Regions from separate parts of the Sus scrofa genome. Here region 2 is linked to region 1. Evidence: chromatin contacts called from public promoter capture Hi-C data. All regions are on one chromosome and are shown on one strand. Each heading gives the region's core, a stretch centred on a gene start, on an enhancer-like site or on the middle of the called end of the contact. The rest is flanking DNA. Distances are from core to core; before and after follow the strand shown.

Region 1 (5,493 bases), core at 1,255-3,754:
AAGTAAGCTAAGCTGATACTGTTAAATTTTTTAAAAAAGAGTGTGTGTGTGCTTCTTTTTTTTTCTCCCCTCTACTCACAGATTCTTTTTTTTTTTTTGGTCTTCTCTTCTTAGGGCTGCACTTGCAGCATATGGAGGTTCCCAGGCTAGGGGTTGAATCAGAGCTACAGCGGCCTGCCTATGCCACAGCCACAGCAACTTGGTATCTGAGCCGCGTAGGCAACCTACACCACAGCTCATGGCGACGCCGGATTCTTAACCCACTGAGTGAGGCCAGGGATTAAACCCACAATCTCATGGATACTAGTCTGTTTCGTTAACTGCCGAGCCATGATGGGAACTCCCTCCTCTCAGATTTTTAATTCCACCCAAGGCCGCCTTCTTCCACTTGCCTTTCTTCATCTGCATCTCTTCCTTAGAGAATTTCTTGGCACCCAGAGACATCACTCAACTTAGTTCAGTGTATTTAGAGGGTGGATAATAACAGCAACAATAGACAGTGGAGTCCTGAGCACTAGGTTCCCAGCGCTGTGCTCCTCCCTTTGCCTGCAGCAGGTCATTTACTTTTCACATGTCCCCATCAGTAGAAACGGACACCATCCCCATTTTACAGATGATGAAACGGAGGCTCAGAAAGGCTGAGAAAGCCAAAAGCAGTGGCACATGTGGCTTTGGGTCCGTGACTATTAGGTGTGAAGATTTTATGGGTTCTACTGCAGTCCTGAGAAACCCTCTGTTCCCTCCCATCCCAACAAAAGGCCGTGCTTAGGAAATCAGAGTGGAGTCTCTGGCTGGGAATCAGGCCAGAAATAATACAAATAGTGCTGTCCTTCCTGTCAGAAGTTCTCTGAGTCCTGGATGCCTGTGTTTGGGTTGGGCTTTGTTTTCACCGCCCCTCAAGTGCTATAAATCCTGTGTTCCCCACAGTCCAGAAGAGATGTTGAGTCAAGTCTGCTTCTGAGTCAGAGAGAGACAGCGGTAAACGCTGCTGAGCAGGTAGAGATGGAGAGCAGCTCCTTGGTCAGCAGGTGTGTGTGTGAAAACACCTGCCCGCGTGGGTCCAAGCTGCATCCTCCGCAAGACCATCCTCCAGCTCTTCCCTCCGGGCCCCACTGCCTGATCTCCTCCTCCGTGACTCAGCCACTTTATCCGCAATAAAAGGAGCTGAGGTTCACTGCCAGCTCATGACTGGCCCCAGTGCTGTCCCTGGGGTGGAGACATTCATCTGGGTGAGTCACCCAGGCTGTGCTGCAAAGATTCCTGAGGGCGGGGACACTGATCTCTGATGGCTCCTGGACACCTGCCTTTACCCTCATGGTCCAGGTTCTTGGGTTCCAGGACCCTCAGTGGCAAACTTCTACAGTTGAGTGAAACTTCAGTCTCATCATCAAGTCACTCCTTAAAGCCCTAGTTCCTTTATCTAAACTCTGTAGTTTGGGGTCATTCCACTTAAACTAGGTGTAAAGGCACCACACGTACAATTGCTGAGAGTAGTACCATTGGAGAGATTGGCTGAAACCCCATCTGTGTTAGACATTCTTTACCCCTTTGGGTGTGTGAGAGGAACCTGACAGGTCTTGCACTGTCCAGGTGCTCCCATTTGGAGCTGGGCCACCTGCCGAGCCCAGACTCATCAAAATCGCTAGGGCCATTAGTCTTGTTTACAAGTGGAAAAACACCCTTGCAAATGTGCAGGCGCAAGAATTCCAAATCATAAATATTGAACTTAACCATTTTTCCCCCACTCTAACTCCAGTGAGAAAAGAGATGGGGAAAAGAAGGAAAACTGGAGATTCTGTTTAAAGTGATCAAATCATGTTAAAATCTTGACATGATTTGATCACTGCTCTCCCACTTCGCTGCTTTGTCGTGTCCAACCGTGTAGTGCCACGCTCAGTGTCTTATTCAGCTGTGACCTGTGGGAGGCTGCCTCGTTTAATGCAGATTGTGGGTAAGACAAGGTTCTGCCCTCTTCTTTTGTTCCCCCATTTCCTAGAGCATAGCCCACTGTGATGTTTCACCCTGTTCCTCCTTAGGAGTCTGGTGTTGTATGTGTGGTGGGCACTTTCCCTTCCTTCTCTTCTGTGCTTTGCTGTCAGGGCCCTGCTCTAGAGAGAATTACCTTGGTTACTCAGCTCCCAGTACACAAGCCTAGTCGCTTTGGGGCCACTGCTGCTATTCCCAGTAGGAACAGATGATGCACAAGTGTGTAGACTCAAAGTGTTGGCTTTTCAGAGATCTGTGTGCTGTGTGACTCAGGGTTGGGTGGGTCAGATCTGTGACTTTGCTTGTAAATATTACATACAGGAACCCTCTCTATTGTCCTGACATTGTACTGTGGGTTGCTTTGGGCATGCCTGTGTTTTAAGACTTGTCCACACAGCTACAGGAGCCTAATCATAAACCTCACAGAGGAAATTGGCATCTCGGTCATGGTTATGAACAAGTGAGGTCAGGTTTGCCCTGTGGATTCCCCGAGCCAGGCACATGGAGCTGACATCTGAAGCGTGGCCGCCTCCTCTTCGGCATTGGTCCTGTGCAAAAGCCACAAGGCTCTGGGGTGGACCGTGTTGCGCCTTTGTTTGATTTGTCTGGGATAGAAACACATGTTCATAGACCTTCCTGCTTCCTTCACGACCTCTGAACTTTCACTTTGGGCTGGTACGCAGTCCTCCAGACAAGTGGCACTTCGTTCTGTTTGAATGTGAACTGTGGTTGGGAAACATTAAGGGTGGGGAGATTGAATCTTTTATGGACTCCGTGATTCCCACCATCCAGCAGAAACAGTTCCTTTTTTTTTTTTTTTTTTGTGAACTAAACTTCGAAAAGCGGTTGGCCAGTCATTTTTTCCTATGCTGAAAAAAAGGACTGCTGTGTTTAAAAAATAGAAAGGAACAAAACAAAACAAAAACCCTTCAGTCTTTTGGATAAACCAGACTCTCCATAATAGACCATATAAGGGTCTTTGATAGTTAATATTTTCTCTCCATCACAGAGTGAAATGTAGCCACCATTTGTGTTGCATGGAAAAGGCAAACTGGTTTATGCTGAGAAGGACCAAGACTGTATAGAATGTACATCTTTAGTTTGGTTAACAGTCTTGGCTTTCTTAAAAATAATCATTTATTGTCCCAGCAGTGCCCTGAAGGTCACCAAACCAAAGAACTGATTAAGTATCACCCCAGCCAGGGATTCACAGAGCTGCAAAGGCACCAGAATAAAACGAATAAGGGGAGCTCTATGGAGTTTGTTTCTATTCACAATTTTATTGAAATGATTTATTAAGTTGCTTTTCCCCTATACCTTTCTGAGATATTTTATTGTTATTTTAAAAAAGGGGACCCTCTAGGGGAGCTAGAGAAATAGCAGTGAATGACCCCTTTAATTTTTTTTTCTAAGAATAAAGGTCTTTCCTTTTATCTTTAAAATTAGATTGCTTCACACAATTGTTGCAAAGATGAAGGAACTATTTAGGGAAAAAAATTAGATGATTTCCCCCTTCTTATACCAAAATTAATTATAGTTGGTTAAAAATTTAAGGGATGGCATTAATTATGGATATTAATGAAAATATATTATGGATGTATAATGGCCAGGCACTATGGAAAGTGCTTTACTGAAGTGCCTTATTAAATCATACCAGCAACCCAGTAAGAGAGCAACTATTATTGCTGTTATACTAATGAAGGAACTGAGATCTTGCTCAAGGTTACACCGCTGGTAAGGAGTCAAGTTCAAGTTTGGAAATAAAACTGTAAAAACCAGAAACAAAACTAGAAGAAAGTGTGGGTGGATAGTTATGTAATTTGGATAATAATAATCCAGAAGGATTTTGGAAGCATAACATATACCATAGACAAAAATCATAAAGGAAAAGATGAGAGATTTAAATACGAAAGACCAAAAGCTTTTGTATGACAAAGAACAACAAAAGACTGAAAGGTAAATAACAGACTGGGAAAAATATGTCCAACATACAATAGACCAAAGGTTAAATATCCTTAACATATGATAGGCATTTCGAAATTAATACTTAATCAATGACCAACCCTAGTGATTTATAAACATATACATAGGACCCAAATCATCAGTTTACTAAAGAACAAATATTAATGGGCAATAAACTAAGGAAACAAAAATCTTAATTTAACACAATGAGGCTTTTTTTTTCCTATTGACTTAGTGAAGCCAAGAGGAATAATAGCCACTGTTGTTGAAGGTGGAGAAAAAGAGTCATGCATTGTGGAGGAGTTAGTAATTTGATATTTTGGAGTTGTGCCTAGTAAAGTCAATAGAGAAGTGCATAAAAATAAATATGTAAGGATAAATTTTGCAGAAAGCAAAAGCAAAAGGAAATAATCTAAATAACTATAATAGGGCACTGATTGTGTTAGTTAACTATACAGTGGAAGCTAAGCAGAGCTATTAAAAAATGCTAATGTTGATGTGTCTTTGTAGAGGTGGGAAAGTGCTCATAATTTCTTGTCTTAAAAGAGAATAAATTTCCCTAGAGACACGGAAGCCATAGTGATAACGTGGATTCCAGTCTCTCTAGTATCCACTCTTGCTTAGATTTGTAAAAATACATGAACTTTATAGTTCTTTTATATTTGTCCTTTTATAAATTGTGCTTTGGAATAGCTATTTAGGGATGGAAAGGAGAAGAATTCTTTTCAGAAACACAGTATAATTATTTTCTATTTTTTCATATTCCATTTTGTGTTTCCCAGTTTTTTTTTGTCCTAGTTAAAATGAAAACTTTATTAAATACAATAAATCTGAATTCTGTCAAATGTAACTAAGTAAAAGAACTTGACTTTTTGGAAAGCATATATATACATTTAGTGGAAATAAAAAAGAGTAGTGTTTTTTTTTTTTTTTTTTTTAGTCACATTTATTTTATTTCCATGTCTATGAGGTAACTAGAGGTGTCAGTGTAATCTGTAATTTTTTTTTTGTTTTATGGCCACACCCACAGCATATGAAAGTTTCCGGGCCAGGGATTAAATTTGAGCCACAGCCGTAATCTACGCTGCAGCTGCGGCAATGCTGGATCCTTTTAATCTACTGCACCAGGCTGGGATGGAACCCGAGCCATTTCAGTTGGATTCTTAACCCACTGTACCATGGCAGGAGCTCCTATGATCTGTACGTTTTATCAAGATTATTAGAAGTTACATATTATGTTGACACGTCTACTCATACCTCAGCACCTTATTTAATAAGACCTTTGCCTTTTTTTTTTTTTTTTTTCTTCCTTTCTACGGCCCCACTTGCAGCATATGGAAGTTCCCAGGCTAGGGGTAAAATCCGAGCTGCAGCTGCAGGCCCACACCACAGCCACAGCAACACCAGATCTGAGCCACATCTGTGACCTCTGCCAAAGCTCACAGCAATGCCAGATCCTTAACCCACTGAGTGAGGCCAGAGATCAAACCCAACATCCTCACAGACACTATGTGGAGTTCTTAACCCACTGAGCCACAGTGGGAA
Region 2 (5,949 bases), core at 65-2,564, 71 kb before region 1:
GGAATACAGTATTTCCCCCCACTCAGGAAATCAATAAACTGTAAAATCTAAATGGCCAGCTTGATTGTTCTGATTTCTACTCCTTTTCTGCTTCCCATTCATTTTATTATTTTCACTATTCCAAGAATCCAGGAGACTATACAGGCTGTGTGTCTTTTACTGGGTCCAACCTTTTTATTTCTTTTATTCTGCTTGTTTAAATAGCATGATTTTTTAAAATGTTATTTATTGTGTTTTTGTAATGGGATTACTTGATGAGATCTGGAGAGGAGAGCGAGGTGAGGAAATGGTCGAAAAATCCAACAAAAATGTTTTCTCTTTGGAGAGTTTATTGTTTTTGACAGCAAAACCAGTGTGAGGTCATCCAGAATTTTTGATTTCTGTTTCAACGTCTAAATTTAATAGAAACTGAAAAGAGGAGGAATCAAGACTTGGTATAAAAATTTCCAGAGTGATTAATAGTCTCCACTATAGAGTTGTTACAGGTAGGACATCAGCTTTGTGTGAATTATCTTTAATTCACTCCTTCTTGGGTCAGTGCAGATATACTGCTCTTAGAGTTGGTCACTGACGCTTGTTTGCACGGCTCTCAGTAAAGTTTATAGATTTGTTCATGCCGCTTGCTGAGGATTGACTTAAAGTTTCATAGAATCTCTTCCTGTTTGACTGTATCACAATTCAGCCCGCTCTCTTCAGTGTATGAGAACGTGAACAACTGGAGATGTTTTTGGAACCTGGAGTAGAACTTTAGACAGGCCAGTTGTGGGGTTTTATCATTCATGTTGTTGCTGATCTCTTCATTTGTCGTTTCCTTACAAATCTGCTTTGTAGAAGAGTTATTCTAATATACAAGAAAACTGAAGGCATTTTCTGCCTTTTTTTTTTTTTTTAACATCCCCCTCCTTCAGGCAGGGGAAGGATGCCATTTATTATCCATGTCATGCAGTTAAAAGGCCATATAAATAACCTAAAATGTCTAAGGGTAAAAAACGAGGTTGGAAAACCTGATTGAATTACTCTTTCAAGAGGAGTATAACATTTCTTTTATCCCTCCCCCCCCCTTTTTTTTTTACTGTGAATAATTTCAGGAAGTATCTGCTCTGAGTCAAAACCAGAACTTTTCGTCTCTTCCACATTAAAATGTATTATCAATGTGGTTTTATTTTCAGAGCAGGGCCCTAATTATTATGGTTCCATTCCTTCTTTTAACTTTCTGTCTTTTTTATTTTGGCTGCACCCATGGCATGTAAAAGTTCTCTGGCCAGGGGTTGAACCTGTGCCAGCAGTTGCAGCCTGCACCACAACTGTGGCAATGCTGGATCCTTAACCCTCTGCGCCTCACGGGAAGTTCCCTTTCTGTCATTCTCTTACAGCAGTTCTCCCTGTGGCCAGTCTCGTTCATTTTCTACCCTTACTTTGTGCTTGTGTTACCAGGGTTTGCTGCTGGAGATTGTTTTCAAGAGCCCTTCTCTTGTGAACTGTGTATGACATTTGTCTACTGCAGGGAAAACAGCCGTGCAAAAATGATTTTATTGTAGAATCAAACCAGAGAGCTTTGCATGAATGAAACTTACGTCACATCACTCTCTGGCCAGAAGAGGCGGACAGATTACGGATGGGGAAACATCCGTGAGAGATGTGTTCTGTCTTATATTTCCTAGTTACCTGATGTGGGGAGCGATGGCTTCAGGAATTTTGACCCCAGCAAATGGATGCTGGTACTACAGATTGCTATTATTATTAATACAGGTGATATGGTTAACTTCTAAAGAAACAAAGCCTGCAATTAAAGCAAAACAAACGTTGAAGAAACGTGAAAGCAGAAGACCGCAAACTGTTTTTGTAACCCATAGACAAAAAAAAAATAGTTCTGTGCATGGTTTTTGTTTTCAAGGAGGGTAGCCTCTGAGAAAATCCTTGAATTCTGTGGCTTGGCCTGGGTCTGGCGTAGCCCTTTCCCTCCTTTGGGTCCTCTGCCTAACGTAGGCTGCTTTCATCCTCCTGGTGCCTACGGGTCTACACACACTTTTCCTGCATCAAAACAGAAAAACTGTTGATGATCTGATGCACTGTTTTTCCTCCTTCACAGTTACTGCACTTTCACTAGAACTTTTATTTGAGGTACTTCCTCCCTTTTGAAGACTTCACGTTGGAACTCCTGTCGTGGCTCAGTGGTTAATGAACCCGATTAGTATCCATGAGAACGTGGGTTCAATCCCTGGCCTTACTCGGGGGTTTAAGGATCTGGCATTGCTGTGAGCTGTGGTGTAGGTCACAGATGTGGCTACGGCTTGGATTCAACTCCTAGCCTGGGATCCTCCGTTTGCCATGGGTGTGGCCTTAAAAAGACAAAAGGCAAAAAAAAAAAAAAAAAGACTTCACATTATTACTAACATTTCGTTGATCACTTGTGATGGGGCTGTTCCTGTGCCAGGTGTGTAACAGTCTTGTAAATGAAAGTGTATCATTTTGTGAGACCAGGGCCATAAATCTCAGTTGAAGCAATTTGTTGGGAGCCAGAGAGCTCAGAAGTAGAAGTGCTAGGATTTGAACGCAGGTTCTCCTCTGACCTGTAGCCTCAGGTCTTTCCTCTGAGCTGCTTCACCTTTGATCTCTAGTTGGGAGTTGAGAGGTTGCGCCTTGAAGGACACTGCTGGAGTAAACAATGTGGAAGCTAGCCTCTGCTAGGATTTAGGTGGGATTAGCATACTTACCTACCTGAACCCATCCATCCTCTGCCTTTTTGGTGATCCCGATTTGCCTAAGTACATAGTTTGTTTTCTTGCACACATGTTACACTTTAATGAGGTTTCCAGACCATAGCCACCTCCTAGCCTCTGCCCGTTGTGAATGTCCAATATTATTAACAATATTATTGATCATCGTAATAGCTAAAACCTATATAAACGGTTTTATGCACTTTACATAATCATTTAATCCTCAGGAAACTCTGTTAATCCCGTCTTCCGAATGAGGAGGCTGAGGCTCAGTGGTGGGTGATTTGTGAACGTCCCTTGGCTGGTACCTGCCTGGGCACTCTGGCTCCGGTCTGCATGGTACCTGTTTCTTCACGATGTCTTTCATCCTGTGCCTGACATACCATGTATAGCTCTACTTGTGAAATTTCTCACAAAGAAGAATCTAGTTGGAATGTATTCTTGTCTTTGTTGTTGAGGAGAGAGAGTGCTAGCCAATAAATCTTTAAGAGATGCTGCAACATCTTCTTATCAGGACACAGCCCTGGGTTTCTTTTGTTGCCATCACTCGACAGCTCTTTGGGTCACTTTCTCCAATCATATCACTCTTCGAGAAGAGGAAATTGAGGCCCAGAAAAATTCAGCAATGTGCCAAGGTCACAAAGATTATCTGTTTTATAAGGTAACAATGATAGATTGCAGATATTCTTATCTTACCATGAATTGAGGGTTTTTTTTTTTTTTTTTTTTCCCAGCTTAGATTTTTGGATAACCTTGAGCAAATAAAAAGCTCAACTTTACTCTGATTTTCTATTGTGGTTTCCATGGGGCTGGGAAAGATTTTCAAAAGGTATGTGTTCCAGAAACTTGGGAAATAACTTGGTGAAATTCAGCAGAATCTTCATGGGATGTTGGTGTTGTCTACTGCCGTTTTCTCACTTTCGCATTCTCATAGGCTTCCTCCTTGCTCAGACCCTCACTCTGTGGTGCAGGTCAAGGCCCCTGGCCTGTGTCGGGCTTCCAGAGCTGGCATTGCTTTTTGGGAATCGGTGCTGCTCTGGTCCTGCTGGAGAGGACACAGTCAAGAGTGTGTGGGTGACAGTTCCGGTGTGTACAGACTGGTGGATCAGGGAACTTTCTGGCACTGGAATGTTGGAAACAAAAGCAGATTTCTAAGTGGCTCCAAAATAGATTCACGGACAGGACAGAGAAGCTAATACAGATGTTCCTTATTTCTTAAAAAAAGATCAAAAAACTTTATGAAACTACTTAGGAATTTTTAAAAGTGGGTTTCATTAGATTCCCCACATGGCTGATTTGTTTATTATTCAGCCATCAGTGTTTTAGTCTGGCTGACTCTGATGTTTAATTGCTTTTGTTATATGAACCATTTTGTGATATTTTTCACCTGTGCAGAGAATGTGCAATAGACTATTTATGCAATATTTAGGTAATTTACAAAATATAAACTTGTTGCCAATTACGGTTTTAAAATTTTAAACAATATGTATATTATGACCCCATTTTGGGGAGAGAAAGTTATGTGCGTGTGTGCATGTGTTTGTGTTTGTGGCATATGTCAGAGGTTCTCAAACACTGGCACACTTCAGAATCATCTGTAGTCCTTGATAAGATACAGATTGCTGGGTCCCAACCATAGAGTTTCTTTTCTTTTCTTTTTCTTTTTCCATAGAGTTTCTTATTCAGTAGGTCTGAGTTGATGCCTAAGGATTTGCTTTTCTAATCAGTTTCCAGATACTGATGCTCTTAGTCTGGGAACCACATTTAAAGAACTGTGGTAAGAGAGAGAAGCATAGAAAAAATCTGCAAGAATAATGCACCATAATGTTAATAGTGGTTACCTCATTCCTGGGTTATGGGATTACAAGGGCTTTTTATTTTTACTTTTATACTTTTCTGTATTTTTCCCCAGTGACTGAGTATTACTGTTATCATCAGAAGAAACAGCATTTAATATTTTTCAGATGTTCTAGTATTTCTATTCTCATAGCACATAGAGTTTCTATTGTTCTCTATTGTTTAGTCTTATACTACTCCCATTATAAATAAAAAAGTTTCGAGAATTCAGCGTTTTGTGTCTTTTGTCTTTTATTTTGTCTTCCCAAGAAGTGAATGTTTAGCAAGGTGTATTTGTCACGTGGAGTTCTTATTTCAGTTGTGGTGCTAACCATGAAATGTTCAGTAGGTATTCAGTGGCTCAGTTAGTTGGAATATCATATTCTTTTTTGCCATATCCCCTCTCTTAAGACCCAACAGGATCCTATTTCATGAATACAGATAGTGTTTGATCTGCCTTTGGAAGAGGAAGATCTCAGAATCTGAAAGAAGAGTATAATTTGTCTAAGGCAACGAAAGTAAGTCAAGACCAAAAGGATAATCTAACTCTCTTGACCTCAGACTAAATCAACCAACCACCAAATGAAAAAAACCTAGCCACTGAACTATCACTTTGGCTCTCTGATAGTTCAGGCTTGCAATTTTAAAAATAATAGAGGCATAACACCAAACATGAAAAACAAAGCCTCAAGAATCCAGTACTTCCCCATGAAAGAATAGCAAGTATATTATGCATATAGGTGAGTTTCATTGATATTTCAGGAAGGGCCTCTCTTAATTGAAAATATATTTAGGTGTTGAGAGTTCCTGTCGTGGCTCAGTGGTAAACAACCCAACTATTATCTATGAGGACCTGGGTTCGATCCCTGGCCTTGCTCAATGGATTAAGGATCTGGGGTTGCTGTGAGCTATGGTGTAGGTCACAGGTGAGGCTCATATCCCACGTTGCTGTGGTTGTGGCGTAGGCTGGCAGCTACAGCTCTGATTCAACCCCTAGCCTGGGAACTTCCATATATTGTAAAAAGACAAAACAACAACAAAGAAAATATATTTAGGTGTTGACTAGTTGAGAAAACACGGGACTTAGAATCCAGAGAACTAGTTTCTAGGTATGAGTCTGTCAAAGTTTTGGCACATTACTTAGGCCCTTGGGTTAAGCCATCACGTGTCAATGGGAATACTGGCCCTGTAAATGCCTTGTGTTGTCACCAAGATCAAATGAGTCCTCAAAATAGTCAGTTAGAAAGTTTTACAACTTTAAGGTAGTGGTGTGATCTGAACAGTGAGTTCCCCCTACCCCCTTTTCTCTCCCAGCCCCATGGTCTCTGCTAGAAAATTGCATAACTCCTGGTCCTTGTGCTTTAGAAAAAGCTTCGGCGGAGTTTGGAGGATCCAG

The links. Promoter capture Hi-C pulls out the DNA fragments that hold promoters and counts their contacts.
Region 2: a promoter capture Hi-C map of liver shows a contact between it and region 1, with 2.3 times the contacts expected there. The contact joins two enhancer-like sites. A contact is called at or near these places in 1 of 5 promoter capture datasets (liver) and 2 of 47 Hi-C or Micro-C datasets (embryonic fibroblasts and skeletal muscle).

What each region holds. Positions count from the first base shown.
Region 1 is chr7:13,592,237-13,597,729 of Sscrofa11.1, reverse strand. All of the region lies in intron 4 of KIF13A (kinesin-like protein KIF13A), which reads left to right. Among named protein-coding and RNA genes, the nearest start is that of KIF13A, 120 kb to the left of the region's middle. Within about 2 kb of position 2,504, at least 37 of the 83 cell types and tissues checked have an H3K27ac peak or open chromatin away from gene starts, as enhancers often do. A contact at or near this core is called in liver, where this site is marked.
Region 2 is chr7:13,661,501-13,667,449 of Sscrofa11.1, reverse strand. The region is part of intron 2 of KIF13A (kinesin-like protein KIF13A); the gene reads left to right. Among named protein-coding and RNA genes, the nearest start is that of KIF13A, 52 kb to the left of the region's middle. Within about 2 kb of position 1,314, at least 4 of the 83 cell types and tissues checked have an H3K27ac peak or open chromatin away from gene starts, as enhancers often do. A contact at or near this core is called in liver, where this site is marked.